Regions from separate parts of the Sus scrofa genome. Here region 2 is linked to region 1. Evidence: chromatin contacts called from public HiChIP or PLAC-seq data. All regions are on one chromosome and are shown on one strand. The core of a region is the stretch at or near the end of the contact, and the rest is flanking DNA. Distances in the headings are between cores, read along the strand shown. Region 1 holds the start of NASP (nuclear autoantigenic sperm protein). Region 2 holds the start of HPDL (4-hydroxyphenylpyruvate dioxygenase-like protein).

Region 1 (5,745 bases), core at 1,211-3,710:
CACTATACTGCAGGAAAAAAAATCACTAATATGTAATATGGCAAGTCTCATAATGTTGAGTGTAAGAGGCCAGATAGAACATACTGTACCTATGAAGTTCAAGAACAGACAAAACTAATCTGTAATGTTAAGTCAAAAAAGCTATTTTTTTTGTCTTTTTAGGGCCACACATGCAGCACACAGAAGCTTCCAGGCTAGGGGTCAAATGGGAGCTATAGATGCCAGCCTACACCAGTCACAGCAACTCAGCAGTGTCCACAACCCATACCACAGCTCACCGCTGAGCCATGACAGAAACTCCACAGGAGAGCTACCTTTGATAGGAGTGTGACTAAAATGGAGTTTCTAAGTTCCCTAGACCTGTTTTGTTTCCCTTTGTGAAAATTCACTCAACTTTACCATGTGCGCATTTTGTAATATGTCATATAAAAGGGACTCCTTTAATGTGTCAATAAAATGTACTCCTTAACCACACTACACTACACACTGTTTTCCTCATCTTGTCGTCGTCCCGCCCCCACTTTTTAGGGCTGCAGTGTGTCATATGGAAGCTCCTGGGGTAGGGGTCGAATTGGAGCCACAGCTGCAGGGCTACACCACAGCTCACACTGGATCCTTAACCCACTGAGCAAGACCAGGGATCAAACCCGCATCCTCGTAGATACTAGGCGGATTCTTAACCCGCTGAGCCATGATGGGAACTCCGTATACTTTCATCTTTTATAACAGAAACAAAAACCTTTTAAGAACTAGTTAGCTAATAAAGATAAGGACTGACTTAACAGTTATACAATCATGGATAACTTTTAGCAGCTTTGTTGAAATGGCATGAGGGGACAGAAACCCAATTGAAGCTTTTTCCTGATGACAAAACTGTAGCCCAATACTCAATACTTTGGCCATGAAAGTAATATCAAAACCAATTTTGAATTGAGGTTTATTTCTCATTCTATTTCACCTCTCTACTGCTTTAGAAGTTATACATACATGTTTTTATTCTTTTAATGCTAATATTGGAATTATAACGTGCATCAAGAGAGTCTAAACCCAATTTTCTTTACCCTCCCCCTCAAACATCTTAAAAGCTTTACCTCTTTATTGCCTCAGGAACTTACTTAACTGAGGAATGCTGCCTTTATTGTTCTCTTCAACTAGGTTTTCATGCAATTTCCTCTCAAGTAAGCTTTGGGGAGGGGGGATAAATAATGAGGGAATAAACAAAATACTGGGGTTTACTCCAGACTCTGCCACATAATAATGTGGATTCTTTTTCTTCGAATGAAACAGCCAGTTTTCTTTCACTGTTCGAAAAATACCTGTGTCTGAGTGTCACTGCGCTGCTTTCGCAGCACTCACGTCTTCTATCACCCCTCCAGTCCTTCCATTATACTTCGCCCATTCTCCTAGCAACCCGACACCGCTGCAAGCGAGGAGACCTCCACGCAGAGCTACGAGGTGCTTCGCTCCCCGATAAGGTCCCCCAGCAGCAGCCAAGCCCCTCGCCAGAACTCCCAACTCCCAAAGAGCCACAGAAAAGAAACAGTAACCAAGAACACGGCCACCTAAGGAGAAGAGGACAGAGCGACCCGGGAGACCGCGGGAACAGGCGTCCACGCGCCCCGCCGCGGAAGTCCGAGGGGCAGGGCGAGCCGCACGGCCCCAAACAATGGAGTTTTCCCGCCTCCTCCGGGGCCCGCCCCCCGCTCCGGGGCGGGCGGAGGGCGGCGAGCTCGCGAGCGCACGACCCCGCCCCCGGGAGGCCCCGCCCCCTCCGACCCACCGGCCCGGCCTCCCTCCTCGTGCAGGGTTTTTTTTTTTTCCCTTTTTTTTTTTGGCGCCAAATCTCCGTGGGTTGTTTTCCTGAGTTGTTTGAGGATCCTATCGGAGGCCCCGGAGTGGGGGGACACCAGGGCGTGAGGGCCCACTGCCACGCCGGGGCCCCGCCGAGAGCCCCGGGCCGGGGAAGGAAGGAGAGGGGCAGGCGATGGAAACTGCCGCCGCTGCCCCCGGCAAGATGGCGGCCGCAAAATGCGGGGCAGGGGGCGCCAGGCGACCGGTGTTCCTGCTGCGGAGCACGGTCCTCTGCAAGAGGTGGGCTGCTCCCGTGTCAGGGCCTCCCGGTGATAGCGACCGTGCCTCACGGGGAGGCACGTCCTCCCACCCTCCGGTCTGTCCCTCCCGCGGAGCCTCCGTCCACCACCCCCTCTCCGCGGACTGGCCAGTGCCTCAAGCTCTCTACCGTCCAGCTTACTTGTCGGCGGAAACCAGCTCCGTGGTGATGGCGGCAGTAGCGGTGGACTCTGCGGCCATCGTTACCCTGAGACGGTGGACCAGCGGACGGAACAGAGCCTGTGAGAAAAACAGGGAATTAGGAAAGCCTAGGACTTAACCGGGGACAGAAAATGGCAGATTGGAGACCCCGCGCGGCTGGGTCCTCTTATATACCGGGGCCTTCGCTCCGCCCATCCACTTCCGGACCCTCCCCCTCGAGTTTAAAGGGCCAGGACTCAGCCCCAATCCAGCCCAAGGACATACCCCGCCCTCACTGGTTCTGCAGTGTACCTTTCGTCCCTGTCCCGCCTTCCTCGAAAAAAGCTACTTCCTGCTTCTCTAGCAAGTCGCGTATAAAAAAGAACGAGAATCTTGGTACTATAGCTCCTGACTGGACCTCGGCCAGAGGCTTCCAGAGGAGGGGAAGCTGGTGCTGCTCTGCATATTTAGAGCGAGTCGTCGAGAGTCTCTTTCTAGCCTGGATTTTCAGGGAGGTAACTGAGACTTTCGGCCCGCCCTCTCAGTCGTAACGGATGGACACGCAGGAGCAGAGCACGGATACAGCAGCAACGGCTAGAACTGATCGGGTGAAGAGACGCGTGGTTCAGAGCCTCAGCAACAGCTGACGCGAGAAGAAGCTGTCCTAGGATTGGCCACTGCTGAAACTACCGCGCTGGATTCAAAGCTCAGGGCTGAGGCAGGACGCGGCGGGCTCCTCCCTCTGAACCCGCCCCCTTGGGCTGGCCCAATCCGCTGATGCCATCCTCTTAGGCCCTACCCAGACTCCAAATCTAACTAGCTCTTTTTGTATGTTCCTAGCTGCAGTTTATCTTTTTTTTTTTTTTTTTTTTTGTCCCTTATGTGCGAGGGTGCTGTACTTGGACACTTTAAAGCTATCAGCTGTCTTCCTTAATCTTAACAGCAACGCTGCTAGTGACAACGGTGTTATCAGACCCCTTTGGTAATAATAGAAACCAAGGTTCGGAGAAGGTGTGACTTGCTCAGAAAGTTGCAAGACAAGTCGTTTATGGAAAGTAATGTGATTCGTTTCCTGCAACTGGCTGAATGGAAGATACCTGGCAGGCTGAATTGATTGTACTTCCTCACACCTGGAGCGTCATGCATTGCCTTCCACCATGGCCTTGCCTACAGCGATTAGAACAGGAATTTCATTTCCATCCAGGTTCAGACATACTGGGAAAGATGGCTAGGGAGGATTTGAATCCCAGTCTGCCAAGACTCAGGCAGTTTGAAATCTTTGGGGATATGGAGCTAGACCTGCAAATGGCAAATTCCTGTAGCAAGTAAACGTGGGCTCTGTTTTTAGCTGGGTTACCTGAGCCCAGTCATGTAACCTTAGAAGACTGCATAAAATGAGGACAATATTAGTATCCACTCTTTAAGAATACTGTGAGACTTAGAGATAATGCTTGCTTCAACAATCAGCACTATGCCTGTGTCATGCTAACCATTTACTAAATGGCTACCATAGTCTGGTGACACAGTACTGGAACACTGGGCTCTAGAGAAGGACACTCTCTCCAGAGTCCTTGCAGCCAGGGGTAAGGCCTGAGAAATCCAGTCCAAAACTTTGTGTGACCCACTCATTCATTAAAGTCACTGAACAATTGTGATTCACAAGGCTTTGGGGGTTTTTTTGGTTTTTTTGTTTGTTTTTTGTCCTCTTGCCTTTTCTGGGGCTGCTCCCGCAGCATATGGAGGTTCCCAGGCTAAGGGTTGAATCAGAGCTGTAGCTGCCAGCCTATACCATAGCCACAGCAACATGGGATCCGAGCCACGTCTGCGACCTACACCACAGCTCACGGGGCAACGCCAGATCCTTAACTCACCGAGCAAGGCCAGGGATTGAACCCACAATCTCATGGTTCCTAGTTGGATTCTTTAACCACTGAGCCATGGCTTTGTTCTAAGGACAAAAAACATGGTGTCTGCCATTGAGGAACTCAGTTTTATTTTAAAATATATATTTTAAAAAGGATTTTAGGAGTTTTAACTGTGGTCAGTGGTTTAAGATCCCAACTAGTATCCATCAAGATGCGGGCTTGATCCCTGACCTCCATCAGTTGGGTTAAGGATCTGGCATTGCTGCAAGCTGCTCCATAGGTCACAGATGTGACTCAGATCTGGCATGGCTGTGGCTGCGGTGTAGGCTGGCAGCTGCAGCTCTGATTGAGCCCCTAGCCCAGGTGCTTCCATATGCTGCAGGTGCGGCCCTAAAAAGACAAAAAGACAAACAAAAAAATGGATTTTAAATCTATCTACGTTCAGTTTTTACTACCGTCACTCAGATCCAAGCCTAGCCCTATCATCTCTTGCCATTATACTTATCAAAATCTAAAGTTGGAGTTCCCGTCGTGGCTCAGTGGTTAACGAATCCGACTAGGAACCATGAGGTTGCGGGTTCGGTCCCTGCCCTTGCTCGGTGGGTTAACGATCCGGCGTTGCCGTGAGCTGTGGTGTAGGTTGCAGATGCGGCTCGGATCCCACGTTGCTGTGGCTCTGGCGTAGGCCGGTGGCTACAGCTCCGATTCAACCCCTAGCCTGGGAACCTCCATATGCCGCGGGAGCGGCCCACGAAATAGCAACAACAACAACAAAAGACCAAAAAAAAAAAAAAAAAAAAAAACTAAAGTTATTTACTTGTGGAGTTCCTGTTGTGGCTCAGTGGAAACGAACCTGACTAGTATCCATGAAGATGCAGGTTCGGATCCCTGGCCCTCGCTCATTGCCGCAAACTGTGGTAGGTCACAGATGGGGTTTGGATACCCTGTTGCTGTGACTGTGGCATAGGCCAGCAGCTGCAGCTCTGATTCAGCCCCTAGCCTGGGAACTTCCATATGCCACAGGTGTGGTCCTAAAAAAATAATAATGAAAAAGTTATTTACTTTTGTCTTGTTTTATTCTCACCCCTTCTAAGTATACAGGCTCCATGTGACTTTTCCTGTCTTGCTTACAGCTAGATCCCCAATGCATTCAACAGTGGTTGACGCACACTAGGTGTCCAAAATGAACTTGCTGAGTGAATGAATGAAGCAATCATAGTATAATCATAATTAGAACTGGAGGAAATGTCACTTAAAATAGACGTTCCTAAAATAGGAACCAAGATTTCATAGTAAGTAATGAGGATACATGGGACTTTATCTTAGGGGAATATTTTAAAATTATATTTAACAAGACTTAGGAAAGACTTCTGGTTAAAGATGGTAAGTTGAACAAATAAATTTATACCCATTCCCTTTTGAAATCTCTTTTGAAGTCCGGTATCCTCATCCTGGGTTTTCTTTCTCAGTTAACTGTCAGATCCTCGCTTTTCGATGACTTTAGGTATAACATGGTAAGTTCCCAACATCACTTCCATTGCTTTGTAAAGTATCTCTTGAAGATTAGCAATTTCACTTTGTAGTAGACATTCACTCTACTGCCCAGTGATTAGACAAAGATGTCAATGGA
Region 2 (5,745 bases), core at 1,621-4,120, 210 kb after region 1:
TTTTGTAATCATCTTGGAGACCTTCCACCCTCGCCGTAGCCCCTCCCGCCTCACCTCTGAGGGACCCAGAATGCGGTCCAGTCTGCTTGGTCCTGACTCCCACTGCTGAGCTCCTAGGCAGCCCCGGGCAGATGGAGGAGGCAGGTGTCCCGCCCTGAGTGATCTGTCCTCCCTCAACCCCGGTACAAGGCAGCTGCAGGGAGCTCCTGCCAGGGGCTGACATCCAGCGCTCTGCCCAGGCCTCCGGTCAGCTCTGATTGGAGCTGCGGATTGCGAGTGTTTGGGCTCAGCCCCTCCTACCCGCAGTGGCTGCTCCCTAGGGAGAGGGGACGCACAGAGGAGGATTTGTTTTGTCTTAGACTCCTACCTCAATACATCATTTTAGGGATACATTACATAGGCAGTGAAACAACACAGAAAAACCAAGCATTTTTAATTACAACATCAGGGCCGTGGTCGAAATGGGATCAGAGGAGCACACAATACAGAGAAGGTTTCATAAGTATTGGTTATGTTCTATTTCCTAATTGTGTAATTCCCTTATTCCTGACATTTTGCATATATTAGATACAATGTGAGAAACATTTCATAGTTAAAAAAAAAAATCCCACCTCTTTGGACCTCACTGAGAGATCCAGCTACTGGCAGGTACCCGTGAGATGGAGGCTGCACCTGGCCCTAAAGACAAAACATCTCACTCCAGGTCTTCTCAGCTGCAGGCCCTGCGCTGGCCTTCCCAGGGTCCAGGACAAGCGGCTGCACCCAGCTTCTGCCCTTCTCAGGCTTCGCAGACCCTGGCAGCGTGCTCCTGCACAGACTGCCACAGGGCCCGGATGTTGCCCTGGCCAAAGCCTGTGGCCCCTTGCCTCTGAATCAGCTCCAGGAAGAAAGTGTCCTCTGCAAAAAGGGACTTGGTGAAGACCTGAAGCAGAAACTTGCCTTCATCTCCATCCAGCAGGACCCCGTGTCGGGCCAGCAGGCGAGGCTCGTGCCCTGCAGCCAGGATCTGCTTCTCCTTGCCCGGCTGCTGGTAGTAGGCCTCAGGAGGCGTCAGGAGCTGACCCCCGGCCCCTGCTACCCGCTCAGTGGCTTCCATGATGTTGGGCGTGTACAGCCCCACGTGCTGCAGTCCAGGTCCCCCATTCTGGGCTAGGAACTGCTCCACTTGGTCCCGACCACGGAGAGACCCAGGCAGGGACTCTGCCAGCACTAGGGTTGGGACGGCACTGCCAGTCGGAGCCTGCAGGGCGGTGAGCCTCAGACCACCGCGCCCAGACCCTGCTGCCACCTCCAGGCCCAGCTCTGGATCCTCACCTGGGCTCAGCGGCAGGTGGTGAAATCCTAGACAGTCGTGGAACCAGCGCATTATTTTGGGGGAGCTGCTGCGAGGGCAGGCCAAGGTCAGGTGGTCCACGTGGGTGACCCAGCCCGGGCCGGGTACAGAGGACACGGGCCGAAAGCCGGGGAGAAAGGGCCCGCAGAAGCCGGGGCGCTCCAGCAGCGTCAGGCTGAGGTTGCCGGCGGGCGAGCCGACCACGGCGTAGGTGGCGGCGCCCTGTGCATCCTGCACGGTCACCGGAGGCACCTGCACGTTGCAGCCCAGCGCGGCTAGCGCCCGAGCTGCAGCGCCCACGTCAGCCACGTCGAAGCACAGGTTGGTCGCACCGGGCACCGCGTGATGCGGGTCCAGGCTGTACAGCGGCTCCCCAGGCCCGGCGCCCTCGTTCACCAAAAAGACCGCGTCGCCGCTGCGCAGGGCCAGCTGCCGCCAGCCATCGGCTTCCCTCACCGCCAGGGGCCGGAAACCGAAGAAGCGCTGCAGATCCCGGGCGAGGGGCTGCCCCGCGGGCACGTGGAAGGCGACATGGCACAGACGGCGGACAGGCGCGGCCATGGCGGTCCGGTCGGCGTCCCTCCTGTCCTTCCCCTGGGGTCGCTCACGGGTCGTGGACTCCGCGATCCTCAGGTCCCCGGCTTGTCGTCGGAAGCCGGTGGGAGTCCGCTTTTGCTCGCAGAGTGCGTGCCTCGGTCTTTTTCCGGGAGAAGCCGCAGACAGACCCCTTGGGGCTCGCAGTTCCCCCTGTTGTGCCCCCCTCACTGGAGCTGCCTGGGGACCACCAGGGGGACCTGAGAACCACGCGGAGCAAGGGCTGGGACCCAGCAGGAGCGAGGGAGGGCGGAGCCAGTGACTCCGCCCTCCGCCCGCCCAGACTCCTGTCCCCGGCGAGGGGAGAAGGACTGCCCCTTCCCACGGCCTCTGGGCCGCAGCCTTGGGCCCTGACCTTCCCATGGCCTCTGGCTGAGCCACACTCTTGGCCCCTGAGCCACCCTTCCCCGGACCCTGGAGATCACAATAGCTGCCTTCACTGGGTGCCAGGCAGCGGGCTCCCACTTAGAGCGAAGGTTTCAGCCCTGGTTGGGAGAAGAGCCCACATTCTTCCCCTGTAAGCACGAATTCCTTAGCAATTTCATGTTTGAGCTTAAATTTTTTGGAGAATTTGCTTTTAAGTCCTAATGTCCTTTCCAACGTAAAAAATATTAAAATGTTTTGTTACAGATTTTCATTCCTTCCTATAATGGTCCAGAGAAATCGATGTTTATAGGAAGATGGGCCATTTATACAGCTACGACATGCTTCTCACCTTTCTCTTGGGAAGTCTCTCAGCTGCATTTTTCTCTTTCCTCAACCCCATTCTCCGTTTAACATCTTTTACCTCTTGTCCCAACAAGATTGGGAGAAAGAGGTGGTCGCTCGGGATCTGAACGGAGTAACTGCATGGGTGACCTTTCTCAGCCCCGACCCTATCAGGACTTAGAACAAGCCCTTCTTGGAGTTCCTGTTGTGGGGCAGCGGAAACGAATCCGGCTAGAATCCATGAAGTTTCCATCCCCGAGTTCCCGTCCTGGCGCAGTGGTTAACGAATCCGACTAGGAACGAGGATTCGGGTTCGATCCCTGGCCTTGCTCAGTGGGTTCAGGATCTGGCATTGCTGTGAGCTGGGGTGTAGGCTGCAGAAGCAGCTCAGATCCCGCGTTGCTGTGACTGTGGTGTAGGCTGGCAGCTACAGCTCCGATTAGACGCCTCACCTGGGAACCTCCATATGCCGCGAGAGCAGCGCTAGAAAAGGCAAAAAGACAAAAACAAACAAACAAACAAACAAACAAAAAAAACCACGACACCCAAGCCCTCCTTGCTCTTTGCAGCTTCCTGACTGTGTACCAGGCAGACACACTTTGCAGATCACCGGATGAGGAAGTTAGGAGCCTTCTGGAAAATCACCTGGTAGCACCTCAAGGATTTGGAAGGGCATTCCTGGAAGGGCATGTAGCATAAACAAAAGCTCAGCGAGGAATGTGAGCCAAACCCTCAGAGGCGCAACGGAGCATAAGGTTGGGGAGGCGGTAGGGACGGATGCAAAGGCACTGCAAATGAAAGTCCTCTGTCAGGCAGCCTGGGGTGATAACGACTGTTGAGTTTCACTGGCCAGAGGGGAAAAGGATGTGATGAGGGGACAGGGCTTAGAAGAAAAGACTCAGTACTCAGAAGCTGGTCAGTGAAAGACGCTTGGTGCTGCTCCACAGACCAGTGAATCCGAGAACATGGGCTCCAAAAGCCAGACAGACCTGAGTTTAAAATCCACTTCCAACACTTCCTAGCTGTATGACTTTGGGTAAGTTGCTTAACGTCTCTGAGCTTCAGTTTCTTCTGTTAAAAAAATGGGAATAATAATGGTACCTACTTCATAGGGTTGCTGTGATTAAATGAAATTGTGGTGCAGTCCGGAAAGAGATCCAGGTTTTAGCCTATGAACCTGGGCCTGCTGGTGGGGTCGGGGCATACAAAGGGCTGCGTCTCCCTAGGCCTGAGCCCTGGGAGGGGATTCTAAGAGAAGGGGCCCTGGGAATAGGGCTCTGAGAGGATTGGTTCAGAACAGGCTATGCTCAGAATTCCCTGGCTCAGTGGGTTGAGGATCTGGTTTTGTTACTGCTACGTTTCAGCTGTGGCTCGAGTTCAGTCCCTGGCCCTGGTAACTTCCGCATGCCGCAGGTGCCGCCAAAGAAAAGAAAAGGAAAAAAAGGTCTATGTTCTGCCCCAGTTATCATGATGAGGGCCCCAAAGGAGACGCGCTAGTGCTTCTAGGCCTTCGGTCCAGGAGAAGGAATTTCTACTCAAGGGCTCTGGGTACCGACAGAAGGAACAGACACAGCCCTCTGCACAGCACTTCCTACCTGGAGAGGATGGGTTTCTGGAGGCTGTGGCTGCTGTCTGAAAGAAAATGCTGATCTTGGCAGAGGCGTGTTGCCCTGCCAGGGCGTGGCTTTGGCCCAGGGCACACACTGGGCTCTCAAGAGGCTAGCTGGTAATAGAGGTCAACTAATTAAACCCCTAGCTTGGGAGCTTCTTGGGGAAGAGGTGTGTTTGCATTTCCAGAGCCCTAGAGCGGGGCCTCTGCAGGTGCTCTGAGGACCTGCTGATATCCCCCTCTCCGTGCCTGTCACTGTGAAGGAAGAAGAGTGCCACTTGGGTAAGACTAACAGGGCTTGGAGTTCCCATCGTGGCTCAGTGGTTAATGAATCCGACTAGAAACTATGAGGTCGAGGGTTCGATCCCTGGCCTCGCTCAGTGGGTTAAGGATCCAGCATTGACGTGAGCTGTGGTGTAGGCTGCAGACGCGGCTCAGATCCTGCATTGCTGTGTGGCTCTGGCGCAGGCCGGCGGCTACAACTCCGATTAGACTCCTAGCCTGGGAACCTCCATGTGCTGCAGGTGTGGCCCTAAAAAGCAAAAAAAAAAAAAAAAAAAAAAAAAGACTAACAGGACTCTGAGTCCCACCGACACTCATGTCCTCAGTGAGCTTTTGCTGTACTGATTTTGCTCTCTCTCCTGTGAATCTTCACTTGCTCGCCTTTAAGGAACATCCTCAGGTTTTTTTCATATTAAAAACAAAACCAAAAAGCTCTCCCTCTACACTGTTTATTTTTCCTTCTTTCTTTCTTTCTTTTTTTTTTTTTGCCATTTCTTGGGCCGCTCTTGTGCATATGGAGGTTCCCAGGCCAGGGGTCTGGCCTACACCACGGCCACAGCAACGCAGGATCTGAGCCACGTCTGCGACCTACATCACAGCTCACGGCCACGCCGGATCCTTAACCCACTGAGCGAGGCCAGGGGTTGAACCCACAACCTCATGGTTCCCAGTCGGATTCGTTAACCACTGCGCCACGACGGGAACTCCCTAGCCTATTCATTTCTACAACTATTTTTATATAATTCCCCTACCCTTCACAGCCAAACTTCTAAAAACAAGTTTTTAAAAATTGAAGTGTTGTTGATTTACAATATTGTGCTCATTTCAGGCATACACCAGTTATTGTTATCTATAAATTTTTTTTCAGATTATTTTCCATTATAAGTTATTATAAGATACTGAATATATTTCTCTGTGCTCTATGGTAAATCCCTGTTGCTTATTTATTTTTTGCATAGTATTTTGTATCTATTAATCCAACACTTCTAACTTATTCCTCCCCTCATCCTTTGGTATCCATAATTTTCTTTTTTGGGGGCTGGACCTGCAGCATATGGAAGTTCACAGGCTAGGGGTCGAATTGGAGCTATAGCTGCTGGCCTACACCACAGCCACAGCAACCCCAGAGCCGAGCCACGTCTGAGATTTATACCACAGCTCATGGGAACGCTGGATCCCTAACCCACTGACTAAGGCCGGGGATTGAACCTGTGTCCTC

What was found. HiChIP or PLAC-seq counts read pairs in DNA pulled down with a chosen protein or histone mark.
Region 2: an H3K27ac HiChIP or PLAC-seq map of skeletal muscle shows a contact between it and region 1. The contact joins the promoter of HPDL here to the promoter of NASP in region 1. A contact is called at or near these places in 1 of 47 Hi-C or Micro-C datasets (epiblast stem cells) and 2 of 2 datasets of contacts at active chromatin or transcription factors (alveolar macrophages and skeletal muscle).

What each region holds. Positions count from the first base shown.
Region 1 is chr6:165,802,518-165,808,262 of Sscrofa11.1, forward strand. NASP (nuclear autoantigenic sperm protein) reads right to left here and starts at 2,461. Exons shown (of 14, transcript XM_021096741.1): 1 at 2,252-2,461. The coding sequence starts at 2,310.
Region 2 is chr6:166,012,181-166,017,925 of Sscrofa11.1, forward strand. It overlaps HPDL (4-hydroxyphenylpyruvate dioxygenase-like protein), which reads right to left and starts at 2,871. Exons shown (of 1, transcript XM_003128048.4): 1 at 410-2,871. The coding sequence starts at 2,290. The coding sequence ends at 779. It overlaps MUTYH (adenine DNA glycosylase), which reads left to right. Exons shown (of 16, transcript XM_021096748.1): 16 at 1-11.